Regions from separate parts of the Mus musculus genome. Here region 1 is linked to region 2. The links are chromatin contacts, called in public promoter capture Hi-C maps. All regions are on one chromosome and are shown on one strand. Each heading gives the region's core, a stretch centred on a gene start, on an enhancer-like site or on the middle of the called end of the contact. The rest is flanking DNA. Distances are from core to core; before and after follow the strand shown.

Evidence for each region. Promoter capture Hi-C pulls out the DNA fragments that hold promoters and counts their contacts.
Region 1: a promoter capture Hi-C map of neural stem cells shows a contact between it and region 2. The contact joins the promoter of Sytl2 here to the promoter of Me3 in region 2. A contact is called at or near these places in 4 of 39 promoter capture datasets (embryonic stem cells, liver, neural stem cells and 1 more).

What each region holds. Positions count from the first base shown.
Region 1 is chr7:90,300,950-90,304,261 of GRCm38.p6, reverse strand. It overlaps Sytl2 (synaptotagmin-like 2), which reads right to left and starts at 1,833. Exons shown (of 20, transcript NM_001368878.1): 1 at 1,519-1,833.
Region 2 is chr7:89,631,556-89,634,750 of GRCm38.p6, reverse strand. It overlaps Me3 (malic enzyme 3, NADP(+)-dependent, mitochondrial), which reads right to left and starts at 1,933. Exons shown (of 14, transcript NM_181407.4): 1 at 1,658-1,933. The coding sequence starts at 1,840.

The sequences.
Region 1 (3,312 bases), core at 584-3,083, 670 kb before region 2:
ACGGTCAGGTCTAACGGATCAGATTCAGACAATCAATCTTTCATTAGACCCCAAACCATTTCTAGCATAAAGCAAACAGAACTCCTGCCCCACCCAAGCAGTAACAGCTGAGTGGATCAGGCAGGCTTTCTGGAGCAGAGCTGCTGAGAGAGAGGCAATGTCAGTCACTGGTTTCCCCAGAATGATGGACATTCCTGACCATACATGCCGATAGAACCTCTGAGATGCTTTAACAGTGCCTGGCACTTAGTGGGAGCTCAATATGCTTGCTTGCTTGCTTGCTTGCTTGCTTGCTTGCTTGCTTGCTTGCTTGCTTGCCTGCCTGCCTGCTTGCTTGCTTGCTTGCTTGTTGCTTGCTTGCTTGCTTGCTTTTTACCTGCCCTGGCTTGTCTTTACCAAAGAGCACAAAATAGAAAGGTTTTAGAATTAGAAACTACGTGTGTTAGAATAGGAGGACCAATCTTTCTGAGCCTCGGCATCTCAATTATAAAAAGAAGTATAGTGTACCAACCTTGTGAGGCTTTGTGAGAATTTAGAAACACATTACATAGAGAACAGCGTCTGGTCCATAATAAATGTCTGTAAAAGAGAGATCAGCATCGCCCCTCCTCCCTCACTGAACCTCTCTTCTCCTTCCTGGACACTTTTAGTGGGTCCAAGAGTCTGATTTCAAATGTATGCCACTCCAAGAATGATGAAGGGCAGAGATGAAAGAAGTTGTTTGAGGGCCGGGTGCTAAAAAGCTCCAGTAACTGATTGAAGACCTCAGCCACTTTAAGCTAGCTTGCTTTGTCCTGGCTTCTCCATCTTGCAGACAGCAGGACCAGCATTCTAGCCAGAAAGGGTTGTCAGGAAGAGAGAAAGCTGGACAGCAATTTGGACCCCGCCGACCCTCCAGTTGTGTATCTGAACTGCCCCCTCTCCCCCACCCAGGCTTCCTCTGCACACTGCTATTAGACTGTAGGGTCAGAAAGCTGTGATTCAAAGCGTGTGTTTAGGCTCCCTCTCAACCCAGAGCCCACGTCCTGGAAGCTGCTGGTCACATACCAGCCCTTAGTAAAAAATGAGAACTTTTCAACGATGCAGGAAATGGAGCCCCTCATAGCCAAAGACGACTTATAAAGGGAGGAAAGGGGAGGAGGCACTGTGAGCGCAGAGACCCACTTCCTACCCCACTTCCTACCGCACTTCCTACGGCTGCTGGATGGGTCTTACACCCTGAAACACGCGGTTTTGCAGTTTGAAGCTGGCAAATCCCACCCATGTGACTTAACTCTATAGGATAAGAGGTCTGGTTGGGTGTAGAGGAAACTGTCCCAAAACAAATGTGTTAATTTTCAAACTAGAGTTCGCGGGGGGGGGGGGGTGCTTAGCTGGGTTCCTTCGCTGCACCTCTGCTGTTCCTCACCTGAGCACCCTGCGGGCGATTGCTCCGCAGCCAGGTCCCGCCAGTCTCCAGCCCCAGGTCTGGGGTCAAGCCTTCAAAGTACCACCCCCAATTCCGTCGCAACTGCCTACCTGGTGTCCCTAGCTTCGCGGACACACGGCGGCGAGGGCAGCAGAAGGAACTCCTAACTAAAGGAGAAACTGAGGGATGAAGCTTGTTGGTTGCCGCCCCGGTGGTTCACGTTGTAGCAGCCAGGATAGCAAGGACAACAAAAAAATCTCTCTCTACACCAACTCCTCCAGCTACTCCAAGACCCAGAGCAGGACCAGAAAGCAGTCCCAGCGACACCGCCAGTAGACAGAAAAGTCACACCCAGAGCGCGCGCCGAGTCTCCGCCGCAGCCCCGGCTGCCCGCTCTACCTCCTCCGGGCTGCCAACCTCTCTCTGCCGCCCAGCGCTCGCAGCCGGCTGCGCCACCCAGGTGTCGCCGCTGTTCGGGGCGGGCGGAGGGGAGGGCAGCGCGGGACCTTCCAGGGAGCACAGGGCTCGCCCCGCCCGCCCGCGCCTGCGGGGCCGCCTCCTGTGCTCTGGTCCCTGCGCTTGGCTTCTCTCCCTTCCAGGCCTCCTTCTCTACTTGTCAGTGAAGCAATCGAGTTTTTATCCAAAAGAACGGAAACGGCACTTTTTTTTTTTTTACGTCCCTATGCAAGAGGGTCGAGGATACCTTCCATCTGAAACGTAGGGACGGTCACCACCATGCGGGGAGAAGAGGTGCCTGTAATCTAGCAAAATGTTCTAACCCCTCCGGCCATCAGTTTCTTTCTCTCTTTCTTTCTTTCTTTCTTTCTTAATTTAAGTTTTATTGCATTATGACGAGAAAAGATACATAATTTCAATTTATCTGAATTTGTTAACACTTAAAAACATATTTTGAATAAATAGACTTACATCACATTCTTCTTTCCCTTTTGTACCCCAACTTCTCCCAGAGACGGCCCCCACTTCAAAACCTGCAATACCTTTTTTTTATCATATTCTCTTTTTTCCTTTTTTATTAAATATTTTCTTTATTTACATTTCAAATGTTATCCCCTTTCCTAGTTTCCCCTCTGAAAACTCCCTATCCTTTCTCCCCTCCCCCTGCTCCCCAAACCATCCACTCCCACTTCCTGGCCCTGGCATCCCCCTATACTGGAGCATAGAACCTTCACAGGACACCTCACACCAGTCAGGATGGCTAAGATAAAAAACTCAGGTGACAGCAGACGCTGGCAAGGATGTGGAGAAAGAGGAACACTCCTGCGTTGTTGGTGGGATTGCAAGCTGATACAACCACTCTGGAAATCAGTTTGGTGGTTCCTCAGAAAATTGAACATAGTACTACTGGAAGATCCAGCAATACCACTCCTGGGCATATACCCAGAAGATGCTCCAACTTGTAATAAGGACATATGCTCCACTATGTTCATAGCACCCTTATTTATAATAGGCAGAAACTGGAAAGAATCCAGATGTCCCTCAACAGAGTAATGGTTACAGAAATTGTGGCAAATTTACACAATGGAGTACTATGCAGCTATTAAAAACAATGAATTTATGAAATTCTTAGACAAATAGATGGATCTGGAGGATATTCATCCTAAGTGAGGGAACCCAATCACAAAAGAACTCATATAATATGCACTCACTGATAAGTGGATTTTAGCCCAGAAGCTCAGAATGCCCAAGACACAATTTGCATCCGTTTCTTTATACAGATAGCTAGGATTAAATAATGTGATACTTTAAAAGTAGCCGTGGGAGAGAGGGGCCGGGGGAGGTGGGCAGAAGGATTACCTTGAGTTTGAAGCCAGCCTCTGCTAGAGAATGAGTCACAATACAGAGAAAGGAGAGAGGCAGACAGAGACAGAGAAAGAAGAGAAGAA
Region 2 (3,195 bases), core at 684-3,183:
CAAAACAATAACTACTGGTTGGTAATGTACCCATACATCTAAGGCAATTGTTAGAATATTGAAGCCTATAGTAAGTAGTAATATATTACTTTGCTCACCATAAACCCTGTCTTTCCCCTCTTATGACAACTACAGGTTTATTGTGGGGACCAATGTCTCTTCTATTCTAAGACAATTGGTGAGGATGAACCTACCTTAAACCTTATCTTTAATTCTGGGTGAAGGCTCCAGGCTCCAGTTGGCTTAAGTTATTGGTGATTGACTTGGGTATGGGAAGAGAACCCCTACAGTGTGTGAGGTGGTCTACTCAGACTTCACATAAAGTGGCATCACAAAGCCAGACTAGAAACCAGAGCAAGACTGCACCGTCAGGGAGTCACCTCTGCTTCTCCATCAAGCCTCACCTGCAGCCCTTTCTCTGGATGTGATTTTGGTGAAGGGCTTTTTATTTGCTGAAAGAGGCTCTCACCTTCTAGCACTACTGAAGCAATTCAAACAGGCATGGATACCTTAAATGCTTTGTACCGGAGCAGAGTACCGGGAACTCAAGGTCTCTTTGGAGAGTAGGGGGTCAGTGTGACAAGTGAATCTGAGCACACAGACATTTTCCTTAGTTTCAGTTGATGCTGTAGGAAACAGCACTGCACAGTTGGCCTCACCCTTTAACATAGCATTTTCCATAGAAGTTGTGTCATTGGAATTTCACCATCCTGAATCAGAGAAACTACTAACATTTTTTGAGAACTTCCTGCATGAGGACTATTCTCACATTTTATTTGCAGTAATAGCTTAGCAAGCATTTATGAGAGCTTAAATATTAATTCAAATCCAGTGGTTTTGAAACTTTTTACAATAATCAAATGAGGTCATACTATTAGGCTGAAAAACGTTGAGCCTGCTAGTTAAACACGAGGAATTGTGGGGAGTGGGGGACTGGCTTGAGTCTTGGCTTCCAGTTTCTGTTCCTCACAATCCTCTGAACCAAAGATACAAACTTGATTGCTACAAGAAGGAGGTGTGCTCCTAGGTTAATATGCAGGTATCTGCAGTGGGCTGAACACGGCCAAAGCATTAGAGATCTGCATTTGGTCACCTTGGCTAAGACCCCTTTGTTCTGCATTCTGTTACAGGACTGGTTTAAATTAAAATCTTTAATTCTTCTTCCAGTACTAAAAGTTCTATAATTCTAGACTTTTCTGTCTTCCGGACTCATGTTTTCCCAGATATTCACCATATCATTAGCTAACACTTATTATCTCATTGGTGCCCGAGTCTGTGCTAAGAACTCTGCCTCCGTTTTCCTGTTTTTCCTTTTAAACCTTGCAACATTCCTAAGAAATCTCTAACAGATACTTTAATTCACGGAGGTCAAATGAATTGTCCTCAAGATCTGCTGGAAATCTGACTCTAGCTCAGAGGGACCATCGGGAATACTCACTGGGTCTGTATTGTTTTTGCTGAGGAAATTAAGGTCAGTAAAACTGATCACATCTCTCCATGTCAAGAGGGGGACGAAAAGGCCAAAGCAAACAGAGCAATATCCAGGAGGCAAAACCAGAGGGCTCTGGAAGGACGCCATAGGTTTCGTCCCAAGCCCAGGGGGCGGGGCGTCTTTCCCTGCTAACCACGGGATCCAACGTCCTACCCGGACCATTACCTTGTTGAGATGGGGGTTCCTGGTGACATCGTATCCGCGCTTCTTCAGGGGTACGGGTCGAGGCGGGCCAGACTTGGAGTGGCAGCCCTGGGCGGGCGCGGAAGGTGCCTGGCGCCGAAGACTGCTGCAGGCTATGCGAGGCACGGAGGTCAGCCGCGCGCCAGTGCCCAGCGCGGCGCCCATAGCCCTGGCACAGACCTGGAACCAGGGCGAGACCAAGGTCAGGGGTGCCCTCTAGGCAAGCCAGGTCCTGCGCGCCAGCAGGGCGCCGGACCTGAGCTCTCGGAGAGGCTGGGGGTTCCTGATGGAAGGCGCTAGCCTCCTCCCCTTGTCCGAGGCCACCTGCTCCTCGCTTGGTTGCGATGCTCACCCCTCAGCCAGCAAAGCGAAAGCAAGCCCAGAAAGCAGATCCCGTGCGGATGACAGCCCGTGCCTCCCTGCCCCCATATGGGAGAATACTCTCCAAGGAGTCCCCGCACCCTCAGTACCTGTGGTTAACCTTGGTTTCTCCTTCTTCCGCTTACCTGCCTAACTGGAGAAGCTGAAGTCTATGCAGTCCCACTGCGAGCAGGTGGGGCAAGGCGCTACTGTCCCCTGTCACTCTCTGGCCAAAGGCAGCACCTCACAGGCAGTGCTAGCTCACGGGACTGATGCATTCAGTAAAACAGTCTCCAAACCTTTCCTTGCGGGACCAGATTTTCCTTGAGGATATGCGCGGGGGCTCTTCATAACAAGACAGGATGAAGCTCATTTTCCTCCCACATGAGGGTTTTTGTGCTTTTGTACCCTGGCACTCTCTATCCAGAGGTCTGAATGGCACTTAGGGGAGAACACTTGAGGGTCAGCATGCCCCCACCTCTTGAGCAAGACCTGGGCAAGAATGCTGTCAGTATAGTAACCATTAGCCACATGTAGCTGTAATACTCTAAATAAAATACAATTTTAAATCCATTTTACAGTAAATAAAATTTCTAAATAAAATACAATTTTAAATCCCAGTCACAGTAAGTGCCTTCTTTTAAACCAGTTGAGACCATGTTTGAATGTATATAGGTACAGAACACTTCCTGCTTTGTAGAACGTTCTCTTCTGTTGATCTGCGTTCCCCACTTCCTAAGTAAGTTTCTAGGAACCCCATGGAACCAGCCATAGACCATAGATGTTAGGTCACTCACACCTTGATGTCCACTTCTCCCTGAATTTAAGTGTGTACTTCCTCCACTTAGTGTTCAAGAGATTCCTTCTAAAGGAAATACATCGCTCTGTGTATGGGATAACTCCTAAGTTGTCAGGAGGCCTTGGTTAAGCCCAGCCTGGCTCCTGCCAGCTTCTCATCTCATCCCACTTCACCTTGTGCTGTCCTTGAGGTCTCCTCTGACTTGCTTCTCCCCATTTCCCTGTCTTACTCACCTCCATCTCAGGGCTTTTGCCTCTGCTAACACTTTTACTGGGAACATCATATTCCAATCTTCTAAACAACTGCCACATCTCGTCTCTGAGGTTGCCCCTAATATGTCAACTTGGAAGCCATTATTCTA